3 separate regions of the Pan troglodytes genome follow, and all the other regions are linked to region 1. The links are chromatin contacts, called in public Hi-C and HiChIP or PLAC-seq maps. All regions are on one chromosome and are shown on one strand. Each heading gives the region's core, a stretch centred on a gene start, on an enhancer-like site or on the middle of the called end of the contact. The rest is flanking DNA. Distances are from core to core; before and after follow the strand shown.

Evidence for each region. Hi-C and Micro-C count contacts between places; a contact is called where the count stands out from the background. HiChIP or PLAC-seq counts read pairs in DNA pulled down with a chosen protein or histone mark.
Region 2: a Hi-C map of stem cell-derived neural progenitor cells shows a contact between it and region 1, with 2.8 times the contacts expected there. The contact joins the promoter of MFSD14A here to the promoter of RTCA in region 1. A contact is called at or near these places in 1 of 7 Hi-C or Micro-C datasets (stem cell-derived neural progenitor cells) and 1 of 1 datasets of contacts at active chromatin or transcription factors (stem cell-derived excitatory neurons).
Region 3: a contact with region 1 is called in an H3K4me3 HiChIP or PLAC-seq map of stem cell-derived excitatory neurons, with 3 times the contacts expected there. The contact joins the promoter of SASS6 here to the promoter of RTCA in region 1. A contact is called at or near these places in 1 of 7 Hi-C or Micro-C datasets (stem cell-derived neural progenitor cells) and 1 of 1 datasets of contacts at active chromatin or transcription factors (stem cell-derived excitatory neurons).

Annotation. Positions count from the first base shown.
Region 1 is chr1:130,910,660-130,915,123 of NHGRI_mPanTro3-v2.0_pri, forward strand. It overlaps RTCA (RNA 3'-terminal phosphate cyclase), which reads right to left and starts at 2,461. Exons shown (of 11, transcript XM_001160984.7): 1 at 2,191-2,461; 2 at 1,987-2,087; 3 at 309-452. The coding sequence starts at 2,235. It also overlaps a transcript of DBT not described here.
Region 2 is chr1:131,138,479-131,142,942 of NHGRI_mPanTro3-v2.0_pri, forward strand. It overlaps MFSD14A (major facilitator superfamily domain containing 14A), which reads right to left and starts at 1,815. Exons shown (of 12, transcript XM_001160022.6): 1 at 1,274-1,815. The coding sequence starts at 1,357.
Region 3 is chr1:131,043,567-131,048,030 of NHGRI_mPanTro3-v2.0_pri, forward strand. It overlaps SASS6 (SAS-6 centriolar assembly protein), which reads left to right and starts at 2,019. Exons shown (of 17, transcript XM_513588.7): 1 at 2,019-2,278. The coding sequence starts at 2,214. TRMT13 (tRNA methyltransferase 13 homolog) reads right to left here and starts at 1,894. Exons shown (of 10, transcript XM_054668150.2): 1 at 1,713-1,894. The coding sequence starts at 1,859.

The DNA.
Region 1 (4,464 bases), core at 1,211-3,710:
AAAAACATGGCGAAACCTTGTCTCTTTAAAAAATACAAAAATTAGCTGGGCATGGTGCTGTGTGCCTATGGTCCCAGCCACGCAGGAGGCTGAGGTGGGAGGACCTGTTGGGCCCAGGAGTTACAGCTTACAGTGAGCAGTGATTGCACCACTGCACCCCCGCCTGGGCAAGAGGGATACCTTGTCTCAAAAAAATAAAACATAAAAGTAGGGAAACAAGCTCATAGACATTAAGCAACTTGCCCAGAAAGTGGCAAAACCTGGACTTAAACCCAGGTTACTTAAATGGAATGTTAAGTGATACATACCCTGCTGTCTTGGTATCTGCTGTGTGGATTCCACCTTTGATCTTCTCTGGTGTAAAGGTTATTTCTGTTGAGCCAATTTCTGCCCCCTCCAGTTGCCCATCACACAAATCTCGAATCATTTCCAGTCCAGATAAATGTTGAGGCCTTCAGGTCATAATACTGCATCAAAACGTGTGCATTCAGACTGCCTACATCCCCACATTTTATGACAAATTTATAAAACTGCAATGGCAAGAAAACAGCAAGGTCTAACCACAGTAAGTGCCACATCTTCAGTGTCAGCTTCCTTTTGGGTTTTTATGAACCTAGACTACCTGCTAGTATGTATCATTTTAACGCTTCCTTGCAGACCAGTTATTCCTGACTATAAATACATACCCTGATATATTGCTGCAAATTAGAAGTGTGCTAAAGAAGAAAACTAATAGTTATTTCAGTGCCACCAGTCTCGCTTGCACTTGACTGAACAATCTATGGTGCCTGTATGGGCTGAACTATGTTCCCCCTAAATTAACATGCTGAGACTGTAACCCTCCGTATCTCAGAATGTGACTATATTTGGAGATAGAGCCTTTAAAGAGATAATTAAGTTAAAATGAGGCCACCATACAATCTTACTGGTGTCCTTATAAAAAAAAAAAAAAACTAGAACATACAGAGACGCTAGGGGCAAGGTGCACAGAGGAACCACCATGTGAAGAGGCAAAAAGACAGGCCTGGAGCAGATCCTTTTCTCATGGCTCTCAGAGGAAACCAACCTTGTCAGGACCTTGATCTTGGACTTCCAGCCTCCAGAACTGTGAGGAAATAAATTTCTGTTGTTTAAGCTCCACTCCGTGTGTGGCATTTTGTTATGGCAGCCCTGGCAAACTAATACAACACCTACAGCCTAATGAATTGGATTCCCCTGTTGGTGAACTGGAGGGCTGCAAACAACTATGACAAAGGCAATTAACATTAACATATATCAGTAATTGCCTTTTGGTAATTTCAAAACTGTAGACAAAAGACTGAGACCGCTGATTTATTAAAATGTAATAAATACAGAATACATACAAAACAATCAGCGTGGCTTCAAACCTGGGTCCTCTTCTAGCAGGTGCATGTACCTGAAGCTCAACTAGTGGCATGCCCAGCTACCCAGACAGAAGAAATAAGGTCAAATGTCAAGGTGTTTCCCTCTCCACAACAGATAATTCTGGTCATAACAGCTCTCTGGAGGTATGAATGAAAGCTGGGATAACACATCTCAGGATTCTTTCCTGTTTTATGATTCTAAAACTGACAGCAGAACCAGAATGCACTGGTTATAAAACAGGGTGTCCTCTGGCCTCACAAGCATTTCTGCCCTATCTATCTTGCCAGCTCATACGTGCTATTCGGATATTTGGAATGCCCGGTGAGGTGGGAAAACATTTTAAAAGCTAGCTCTTCAGCAAATGACACTATTTAGTCAAACAGAGAAAACTCGAGACCATTTCTAAACTCACCCCTCCAGGCTTTCAAGACTTTACAACCCAGGCCACCGCCCAGGCAGAGTGTCCCCGCCCTGGATCGCCCATACCTGCGTCTGAGACCTTCTGGGTTACCCCACTCAGACTCCCGATGCCCCAGCCCGGCAGCCCGACCCCCCGATCCCCCAGCTTCACGGCCCAACTCCCCCTCCAGCCAGATTTACCTCAGGCCTGGCGTGCTCCGGCCGGCTCGGATCTTGTGCACCCGCAAGGGGAGGCCTAGGAGACAGCTCAAGGCCGTAGAGACTCTCAGGATCTGGCCGCCCTGCAAAGGTTGGGGTACGGGGAGAAGAGAAGTAAGCACACCGGTGGTGAGAGCTCCCCTCCTTAGTTAGGCTGCAGCCCCGGCCGCTTCGCTCTGCACTCACCCCTTCCATGATGCTGCCATCGACCTCCACCCGCGGCCCCGCCATGGGGGGCACCCTGGGGCCCAGCCCGCAGCGACAAAGCCTCCGCTGGAGCAGGAGAAAGAAGAGACGTTGGCTCCCGCCCAGTAGTTCAGAAACCTTGGTTCATGCCTGGGGCTGCAGGAGCCTGACGAGAAAGCGGAAGAAGCGGCGCCTCTCGGGACACTGGAGTCAGCAGAAACGAAACCCCGGGTTCGCCCAGGTCCGCAGTCAGTGCGCATGCGCGTAGCTCGGCTTAAAGGAGCCGCGCTGGGAACACTGCGGTCGGGACGAGGAAGCTGCCGGGGAAGTGAGATGACGGTCGCGGGGGTGCCCAGGAGCCCTGAAAAACTTGTGCCCTGGACACGGCAAAATCTGCAGGTTGCAGAAAGTCTCAACTGTAAGATAACTCCTCCAGTTATCCCGCAGGCTTGTGCTTTATCTCTGTTTTGTGGGTAAATATGTGTTTATATCTGTTTTCTCGAGGATCCTGGCATACCCCGAGGTGCCGACTTTTAGAGCTGAAGATGCAAGAAAGATCGGGATCCTGCGATGCACCGAACCTGTCTCTCGAAGTGTGTGCGCCCTGGTACATTGATACTCTTGGCCTTTGGTTCCTTGCGGTGTGCGTGTTTGTGTATGCGGAGTGTGTTATCTTTGTTTCTAGGGTGACACACCATTTATTTGAGAGGCGGGCAAGGCAGAATCACTAGTTTAATATTCTGAAAAGCCAAAGTTATGCCATTTTGCTTGAGAGTGAGTGCAAGCTCTTGACTCCAAGGAACAGTGCAGCTAACAATTCACCTCAGGCTAGGGCAGAAGCAATAGCCAGCTTCTTGGTTCTGCCTGTGGCTCAGTTCCTACATAATTGAGTACCAAATAATATGTAAACCTCTAGGGAAGCAAAAAAGAGTAATTCAGCTTCTACCCCCGAAGTTATTGGAGGTATAATGGAGAGACTGAGACGTAATCAATTACAATGTCATCCTCAATAATAATTAACATGTACTGTATTTACAGTTTATTATGGGGACAATTACAATATATTAATAATATACTGTAACAATAACAGGCAACACTTATTGAGCACTTAGGTGTTGTGCACTGCATGCATTCATAACATGATAAAGTACTTACTGTTTTTACTGTTTTACAGCTTCCTGTGTTAAACAATTTGCTACAAGGTCACACAATTTTAACTAGAAGACTGAGATGTGAACCTGGGTGGTCTGATGTGAACACCACTGTCTGGTAATCCCAACGCTCTGCTGCTTTGCGACAGAGAATGTTTTAGGGAACACACAGACTATGTACTTAACCAAATCTGGAATTTGCCGTAAGATATTAATCAGAGAAGTAATGATACTTGCATTTTAAAATGAAGGCTTTGGCAGTAGGAGAAGGGTGAATAAGAGGCTTAAGAGCCTGAAGGGAGAAATGCCAATAATACAATTATCCAGCAAGAAATAATCAGAAGTTGAAGTAAGGCAATGATGGTAGGGATGGAATATAAAAAAGCTGTACCCCTATCTGACATCTTTATTGGGGGAACCCGCCCCCAATATTTCAACGTAGGTTCTTTCTATTTTCCATAAGTGTTGGCCAGCTGAGAAATAAAGAGAGACAGTATAAAGAGAGGAATTTTACAGCTGAGCCACCAGGGGTGACATCACATATCGGTAGGACCATGATGCCCGCCTGAGTCTCAGACCAGCAAGTTTTTATTAAGGGTTTCAAAAGGGGAGGGGGTGTAAGAACAGGGAGTAGGTACAAAAGTACAAAGATCACATGCTTCAAAAGGCAAAAAGCAGAACTACTAGTAAGGGTCTAACAAAGATCACATGCTTCTGAGGGAACAGGACAAAGGGCAAAAGCAGGACTACTTATAAGAGTCCAACAAAGATCACAAGGCAAAGGGCAAAAGCAGAGCTACTGATAAGGGTCTATGTTCAGCGGTGCACGTATTGTCTTAATAAACATCTTAAATAACAGAAAACAGGGTTCAAGAGCAGAGAACTGGTGTGACCACAAATTTACCAGGGCGGAGTTTTTCCCCACCCTAGTAAGCCTGAGGGTACTGCAGGAGACCAGGGCGTATCTCAGTCCTTATCTCAACCGCGTAAGACAGACATTCCCAGAGCGGCTGTTTATAGACCCCCCCACAGGAATGCATTCCTTTCCCAGGGTATTAATATTTATATTCCTTGCTAGGAAAAGAATTTAGCGATATCTCTCCTACTTGCACATCCATTTATA
Region 2 (4,464 bases), core at 565-3,064, 230 kb after region 1:
ATTAATCAAGTTCAATAAAAAGAACTTGAGGAATTTCTGTTTCTTTTTTTCAATAAATGTCAAAGCTATAACATATAATAAACGTTAAACTAAGAATATATTCCAAAGTCATTACATATGTCTCAAGTTTTCTAAACTTTGGCATATTGACTGGGCCGTGTTCTGAAATGTCATAAAATTTTGTCACGTTTTTCAACTGAATTCAGCAAATCCTCAATGGTGGCCTACTTACACATTTACTACTGTGCTAGCAGTTGATCGCGGCTCCAATAAGATATAAACAGAAATGGAATTAATGGTACAATTTCTGCACACTTCAGGTAAGTGAAACATATATATCACCTTTCCATTCTATTTCAGAACGCGGTATCAGCGGATGCAACAAAGACCACACAGTGTAGCAACGGAGAAATGTTAGCATAAAACAGTTTTGTTTTGTTTTGTTTTTCAATTAAAAATCCTACGTCCCCTGCTGGTTAACTACACACTGCATAAAGTTTACTGTGATGACAACTGTTTCTAAAAAGCAAACCTTTCTTCCCTTCAAAGTGTCTTCCTCCGATCCTTAGGCCATGACTGATTGTAATACTTTTGATCTTAAGACACACAGTGATGACTTTTCTTTGAAAACTAGCAGGTTCGAATGTAGGCCCCAGGTGTCTGCCGTCATGCTTCCGACTCCGGGAAGTGAGGGAAGCCCACCTCCGGTCAGGGTTTACTGTAAGCAGCCCAGAGCCGGACCACCGACGCAGAGGGACGTGGAAACAGAAAGCGAACGTACTACGGGGCCGCAGCGGGATCCCCGCGCCAGACGCCACCCCGTTAGCAACATATGGGAGAGCAGGGATGGTTCCCAGCCCCTTGACAAGCGCGGCGACGGCTCCGCGGGGCCTGGCGGCGAAGGCGAGGCGAGGCGAGGCTGCGGCGACGAGGGGCGCGGCGGGCGGGCCGCCGGGGGAGCCCCGCACATTCCTCCCCGCGGCGGAGGCGCACGTGGGGTTCGAGGCCGCAGGGCCTGCAGAGGCGGCCAGAGCAGAGGGCGGCAGGTGCGGGAAAGAAAGAGGACGGGCCCCGGAGGCCGCAAGCCCGAGCAGCGGAGGACGATTCCCGGAGCGGCGGCATGCGGGTCCGCGACCCCGAGGCACCGGCAGCGCGGACAGGGTGGGGGAAGGGAGGGAGGCACCGGGACGCCTAGAGACGGCAGTGTTGGGGTCTGAAGGAGAGACCGGATGGGGGCCCCGAGGGACGCTCGCCGGCGCGGAACTCAGCTCACCGTGCCTCCGTCCTTAATGATGATCTTCTTGGCCAGCATGATACTGCGGTTCGCGGCCCGTTTCTTCTTCTTCCCCTGGGTCATTTTACCATCCTCGATTCCTGGCGCTGCTGCAGCCACTCCCGGGGCGGCAGGCCCCAGCAGCTAGTGCCGTCCCACCACTACTGCCGGGCCGAGCCGCTCTGGGCGCCCGCCGCCATCTTGAGGGCCCGGCCTGCCTCCGGCGGCGCGTCACAATCGTGCGATCAGCCGACGAGCGCGCCCCGCCCCTCCCGCGTGATACCGCCCCGCCCGCTCGCCGCCAGCCCGCTCTACAGTAGCCGCGCGGCCAGGGTAACCGCGGGCTCGTGTGGGTGTTGCTGGCTACCTGTACAACTCCGTGCTCCGGCGTCACCAGCTAGCTAAATCCTCGCAACGGTTCTGGGCGATAGGGGCCGTTTTTGTCCCCCTTCTTCAGCAGATGAGGGAATTTGTTTCAAAAAGTTGTTACCTGCTCACGGAAACAGACGTCCTAAGCTATTAGCACAATCTCCAGCTGTGTTCTAATCAAGACAGGAACCGAAGGGAACAGTAAAAAATCATTTTCCATAAGTAATGGGTAACTTAAGAGATAAGGTAGTGTTTCAGAAACAGTCTTGTCCTTTTGGTGCTCAGGGACCCTCGCTAGAACTCAGCTGGCTCACGCTTGTTTACCTCCCTAGACCCAGGACCTTTTTTATTCCCTGCCAAAAAAAATACCTTACTTGACCGATGTCACCCTTTGTGGCCCTCTACGTTTTTACTATATTGTTTAAAAATAAATTCGATGGGAAGATTGCTAGAAAGGGCAATTTACACAAGTGGAAGTGGACTTTAAAGTATCACAATGTTAAAATTAGATATTGATAACTACCGTGTTGTATAATAGAATATCCTTTTCCTTAAGAGAAAAACACAAGGGATAGGGATACACCGCATGCTCCCTACTCTCAGATGGTTAGGGAGTAACATGTATGTGTATGTATATGTAGGTGGGGAAAAGAGAGGGACAAAGCAAAATGGCGAATGTTTAAAAGTACTGAAACTAGGTATGGTAGTTCTAAGATATGTTCACAGATTCAATGATATTCCTCCCTGGAAGAGGTGGACTCTAATTCCCCTCCCCTTGAGTGTAGACTAGGCTTAGTGACTCTTGATAGATCAAAACAGAAGTGACAGTATTGACTTCAGAGGCTAGGTCATAAAAGGCACTGCATCTTCCTTTGCGGGTCTCTTTTTCATTCATTTTGGGGCTTGGAGCCTGGGGAAGCCTGCTTCCGTGTTTTCAGGACACTCAAGCAGCCTATGGAGAGATCCAGTTGTCCAGGAACTGTTTGTAGCCTCCTACCAAATGCCACGGAGTGAGTCACTTTGGAAGTAGCTCCTCCAACCTTGGTCAAGCCTTTGGCTGACTACAACTTCATGAGACACCCAGAGGTAGGACCACCTAGCTTAGCCACTCCTGGAATCCTGACTCAGAAACTGTAAGATGAAAAGTACTTGGTGTAAGCCACTAAGCTTTGGGGTTATTTGTTACACAGCTATAAATAACTAATATATAGGGTAAAAGGAAAAACAGAGTAAATGAATGTATGAGTTCTTTGTACTGTTTTTGCAACTTTTCTGTAAGTTTGAAATTATTTCCAAATAAAATGTTAAAAAGTAAATTTGATTGAATTTCCTGTTCCTTGTATTTTCATACTGACTAAAAATGGAAAAAAAAACTAATTTCCATGGAAGGGAGAAGAAAAGCAATTTATAGCCTGATAGATACTTCTAATTATATTTTCCAATCAATAAGTATATTCCTTATACTTGTTTTGAAACATATATTCTCATTTTGAAACTTTTTTTATTTATTTTTTGAGACAGAGTTTTGCTCTTGTTGCCCAGGCTGCAGTGCAATAGTGCCATCTTGGCTCACTGCAACTTCCAGCTCCCAGGTTCAAGTGATTCTCCTGCCTCAGCCTCCCGAGTAGCTGGGATTACAGGTCCCCACTACCATGCCTGGCTAATTTTTTTTGTATTTTTAGTAGAGATGGAATTTCACCGTGTTGGCCAGGCTTGAACTCCTTACCTGAGGTGATGTTCCCGCCCCAGCCTCCCAAAGTGCTGGGATTACAGGTGTGAGCCACCATGCGTGGCCTATTATTATTTTCTGAGGCAGGGTCTCACTCTGTCACCCAGGCTGGAGTGCAGTGGTGCCATCATGGCCTCCTGCAGCCTCTTCCGAAACGATCCTTCTGCCTCAGCCTCTCAAGTATCTGGGACTACAAATGCACACCACCATGCCTGGCTAATTTTAATTTTTCTTTTGTAAAGACAGAGTCTGGTTATGTTGACCAGGCTGGTTTCAAACCTGGCCTCAAGAGATACTCAGTTCTACCAAAGTGCTGGGATTACAGGTTTGAGCCACCGCGCCTTGCCTGCAACTTTTTAGTTGACACCCAACTTGAAGTTCTTTAGAGAAAGTAATATGATAGATTTCATAATTCAATTCCCAGGAGCTTGTTTTGAATGGAAGTAGAGGGCTGATAATTTATTGTGTGGTTACTTTGATTTTCATAGTCCCTCAAAATCATACTTCATCTAGCTATACCAATTTTATCAGCCTTATGAACTGGTTATTGTTCAGTCATTCAAAAAATATTTACTGGGTGCTTGTGTTTGGCAGTGTTTTATTAGATGCCAGGGATACATCAATAAATGAGACACTATCTGCACAGAGCTTACATTCTAGTGGGGGACACAGTTACAAAACAAAAGGAAGGTAATTGCAGATTGCAGTAAATACTGTTGGAAATAATGTAGTAAGAGAAATTTAACACATACTAAATGTCCAGAATGTCCCAGGCTTTGTGCTAGAAAGGCTGCAATGATAAACAAGAGAGAACAGTCCTGTTCTAATAGGCCTATTGTGTATGAACTTGTCGCTTTGTATGTGATTTGGGTTGTGAATACAGCTGGCCCTCAGTATCCTGTGGATTCAACTATCCTCAGAATAAAAATATTTTTTTTTAAATCCCACAAAACAACAAAAATACAAGTAAAAAATACAGTATGACTACACAGCATTACATTGTATTAAGTACTATAAATAATCTAGAGATGATGTATGTGGAGGATGATAACCAAATGCTATGCCATTTTATGTAAGGGACTTTAGCATCCAC
Region 3 (4,464 bases), core at 769-3,268, 130 kb after region 1:
GGCAAAATCAGTCCCAGTCGAGAACCACTAGGTAAAAATGAGTGGTGTCATCACAGCTATATATGACACTTAGAAAAAAAGATGGAAACACAACATCCAGTTACATCATAAATTACAGATTCAGGAGGATAGCCACAATTTAAAACGAGATAGTAGTCATGAAAAGTGTTTCCACTTGATGTTTTGCGGTCTCTCTTCAAGTGTCTAATGACAACATGTCGTTCCTCTATAGGAATACTAATCAGCTTGTAAGGATTTATTCATATTCTACTATCATCACTATTTGTATTCACCTTCCCTATATCTGGATAAGGTGGAGTCTAAATCCTTCTCCTATCATAACTCTCATTCTTCAACAAGGGATGTTTGCCAGTCCCCTCAAAACCAGTCAATAGACTATGGGCATAATTCAGAGTTCCCACAACAAATCACGTCTCCCATATTCCAAAACAAGAATGTCCTTGTTTCAGTATGCTTCACTTTTGGTAAATGCCAGTCAAAACAAAATAGGAAGTAGACTACAACTATGATGGAGAATGGCAGATGAAGGGGGTCAGGGGACTGATCTGCACTGGATATTGTCTAGAAGAATAAATTCCTTAAGAAATAAAATAATGCAAATAATACTGAACATTCAGAAGCATGAAATCTGATGCTGATCGCTTTGGTTTATTCTTTATAGTTCTGTGGAACTATAAGGACATGCTCTCTTCCTATGAGCATTTTGCTCCTCTGGTTTTTATTTTCCCATCTCATATATATCCTAAAGTAATATACATATATACAAATATAAAGTGTTTGATAGTACATTTATATGCATAATTATCAAACAAAATTGTATGCCTTGTTCTCAATTGTAAAAGGTCAATTCGTATATATTTTAAAATCTTTCCTTCCCATTCCAGCAAAGTTGCATTCCTAAAAACTGTAAGTCGAAAAAATTTTTTTTTTCTTTTTTGAGATTCAGTCTGGCTGTCACCCAGGCTGGAATGCAGTGGTGTGATCTTGGATTATTGCCACCTCCACCTCCTGGGTTCAAGCGATTCTCCTGCCTCAGCCTCCCGAGTAGCTGGGGTTACAGGCTCGCACCACCACGATTTTCTTATTTTTAGTAGCTCGCGCCACGGCTGATTTTCTTATTTTTAGTAGAGAGAGGGTTTCATCATGTTGGCCAGGCTGGTCTCGAGCTCCTGACCTCAAGTGATCCGCCCGCCTCGGCCTCCCAAAGTGCTGGGATTACAGGCGTGAGCCACCGCGCCGGGCCTCAAGTCTAAATTTTTAAAAGAAAGTTTCTTCCAACCGCATTCACGAGAAGTGCTTCTCTTTCATGAAATAACAATTAGAACACAACTAGTGAAACCTTTGGGACTTCAATCACTACTTTTTCTAAACTACCACTTTCCAGCAGGAAGACGGAGCGGTAGCTTGGGGTAAAAATTAAAACCTAGCATTACCATGAGTTAAGATCGAGATAAATAGATCAAGATAAATGGGTCACTGCTGGCGCTTTACTTAGAAAAATAAAAAATTTCTCATCACTAGAACTCATAATCGCTCCGCAAGGAGGGCAAAACTGGGTTTATTAAAGTGAAAGCTGGAGAATCCAGGAGACACAAGCAGAAAGCTGTCAAAGAGGGGAGGGGCCGGGTTCCAGCACCGACAGGACCAGGATACTTATTTCCGACTCTTGAGAGAGTAGGGCGATACCACACCTCCGCGGCTCCAGCGTGTTCACCACAAAATCTTTTCCCTGCGGCCACCACCATCCTGCAGAACCGTTTCTTCTTTTCCACATAGTAACCGCATCTACCCTCAGCTGGAAAACCAGGCGCGTGCGGCGACGTCGCGGAGGTCGCCATAATTCTAGGGCTCGCTTCCGGTGTCCAGCATCCGGCAACCGGAAGAAAAGTTAGAAGCTTCCTTCGGGTCTCCTTCCCTTAACAAACATGGCTGCCTCAGCGCCCGCGCCACACAGGTTAATACCCGGAACTACCACAACCGTCTTCCCTTTATCCTCCGCAGAACCGGAAGAATCCGATGGTGGCTGGCGAGGGCCAAGTCTCTTACGCCTTCCCCTCGTTTCTCCCTCCCCGCCTCCTCCGCAGAAGCCGAGCGCCAAACTCAAACTTTATCAGGACCCGGAGGTCTCAGGCTAATTCCGAGGGCCGGGCCTGTTGGGCTTTTCTGCACACCAGCCGGGGCAGCGAGCCAACATGAGCCAAGTTCTGTTCCACCAACTAGTCCCGTTGCAGGTGAAATGCAAAGACTGTGAGGAGAGGTAAGGTCCGCGTCATCCAGTGCCCGCGGGTGGCGGTTGGGGTCAGGCCAATGGGGAAAGATGGCGGTTCTGGCCCGTGGGATCCACCTTGCACCTAGGTGTCGAGTCGGCCCCTCTAGGAAGCGGATAGGGAACCCAGAGGGCCCGGTGGTTACCTCTCTCACCAAGTCGGCCGTTGCAGAGGGGACTGGAGGAAGGGTGTGAGAAGTTAGGAAGCCGGCTCACATCAAGTTAATGTCAAAAACCCTACCTATGAACGGAATCATGAAGATTATAGCCCTACTCTTCCCTTTTGACAGATAAGAACTCTGGCCCAGAGAAGTTAAAAAAATTTACGTGAGGGCTCACAGCCAGTTCATGGCAGGGTCAGGACTAGAACTCAGGCCTTGGCTCCGAGCCTTTCCCCCTCGTTCTCTTTTGAAGTATGTTGGCAGTAAAGTTCAACTTTTAAAAACCTACCAATTTGGTGGCGTACTTTGGCTCTTCACATCAGTTGCTTTAAAAAAGTAAATTACATTTAACCGACTAAAAATGAGAAAAGCAGAAACGTCATTAATTCATTCAATAAATATTGCCTCCTTGTAAAACACCTTACTGGGCACTGGGAATACAGTGGTCAGGAAAAACAGTCCTTTTCTTCATGGAGTTTACAATCACTGGAGGAAATAAAGACCAGTCGCACAGAGAAGTGCAACTTTGATTAAGGAGGTGGTATTATTGGGGCGTAAATAGATTTGACCAGAGGTCAGGAGACTTACTTTTTTTTTCCCAGTTCTAACACTCAATGGTTGTCTCTTTTTTTCTCTGAACGTTCTTTCCTCGTTTGTAAAACTGATATAACATGCGTATTCACGTGTTTGTAATGAGGATCAGGTGTGAAATCTTTTGCGTATTCACGTGTTTGTAATGAGGATCAGGTGTGAAATCGTATGTGAAAACTAAGTGGTGTACAAATGTAACATAAAAAATGAAGACATTGCCTTATTGAGTTGCCAGTAATGTCAAACTGTAGTATATATAGTTCAGAATTCGGTCAAAAATCAATGGCAAGCCGGTCAAGGAGATGCTCCCAAAACCAGCAGCTGCATATGGAGATCTGTAGGTTTAGTTGATCATTCTTTTAATGCTGTCCAGTATGGTAGCCACTAGCCACATGTGGTTATTAGACATTTGAAATGGGGCTTATCTGAATTGTTGTGCTTTACATATGAAAATGCACGTTGGATTTTTAAGACTTACTATGAAAAAAGAATGTAAAATATGTCAATTTTTATATTATGTGTTAAATGGCAATATTTTTGGGTATATTGGGTTAAATACAATGTATTATTAAAATTAATTTCACCTGCTTTTAAAAGTCTTTTTAAAATGTGACTTCTAGAAAATTTAAAAGTAGGCTAGGTATGGTGGCTCACACCTGTAGTCCCAGCACTTTAGGAGGCCAAGACAGGAGGATTGCTTGAGCCTAAGCTTGAGGTTACAGTGAGCTATGATTGCGCCACTGTACTCCAGCCTGGGTGATAGAGCGAGATCCTGTCTCTGAAAAAAAAAAAAAGAAAAAGAAAAAAATTAAAATTACATACCTGGCTCACATTTGTGGCTTACATTGTATCTCCATTGGACAACACTGTTTTAGAATGATTATAGAAAGATAAAGGAGGCCATGACTTTGGTTTCAGTATGGAAACTCCTAGATGGTCTCTTTCTGGTTACATTGCCATCACAGTTAATCTAAAAACTCAATTTCTCTGCTTAGAAACCTTTAATATATTCCTATTATCTGTATAATAGGGGTCAGCAAACTGGAGCACATGGGCCAGATGGCTCACTGTTTTCGTAAATAAACTTTTCTTGGAACACAGCCATGCTCATTTGTTTACATATCGTAGCTGCTTTTGCACAGGAAGGGCAGAGATGAGTAATTGTGACAGAGACCTTATGGCCCGCAAAGCCTAAAATATTTGCTATCTGGCCCTTTACAGAATAATTTGGTGATCCTTGACCTATAGGAAGAACAACCCAGACTCTTTCTCTTTCTCTCTTTTTTTTTTTTTTTTTTCTAGACAGAGTCTCGCTCTGTTGCCCAGACTGGAGTATTGTAGCACGATTACAGCTCACTGCAGCCTTGACCTCCTGGGCCCAAGGGTTCCCCTCACCTTAGCCTCCTGAGTAGCTGCAATTACAGG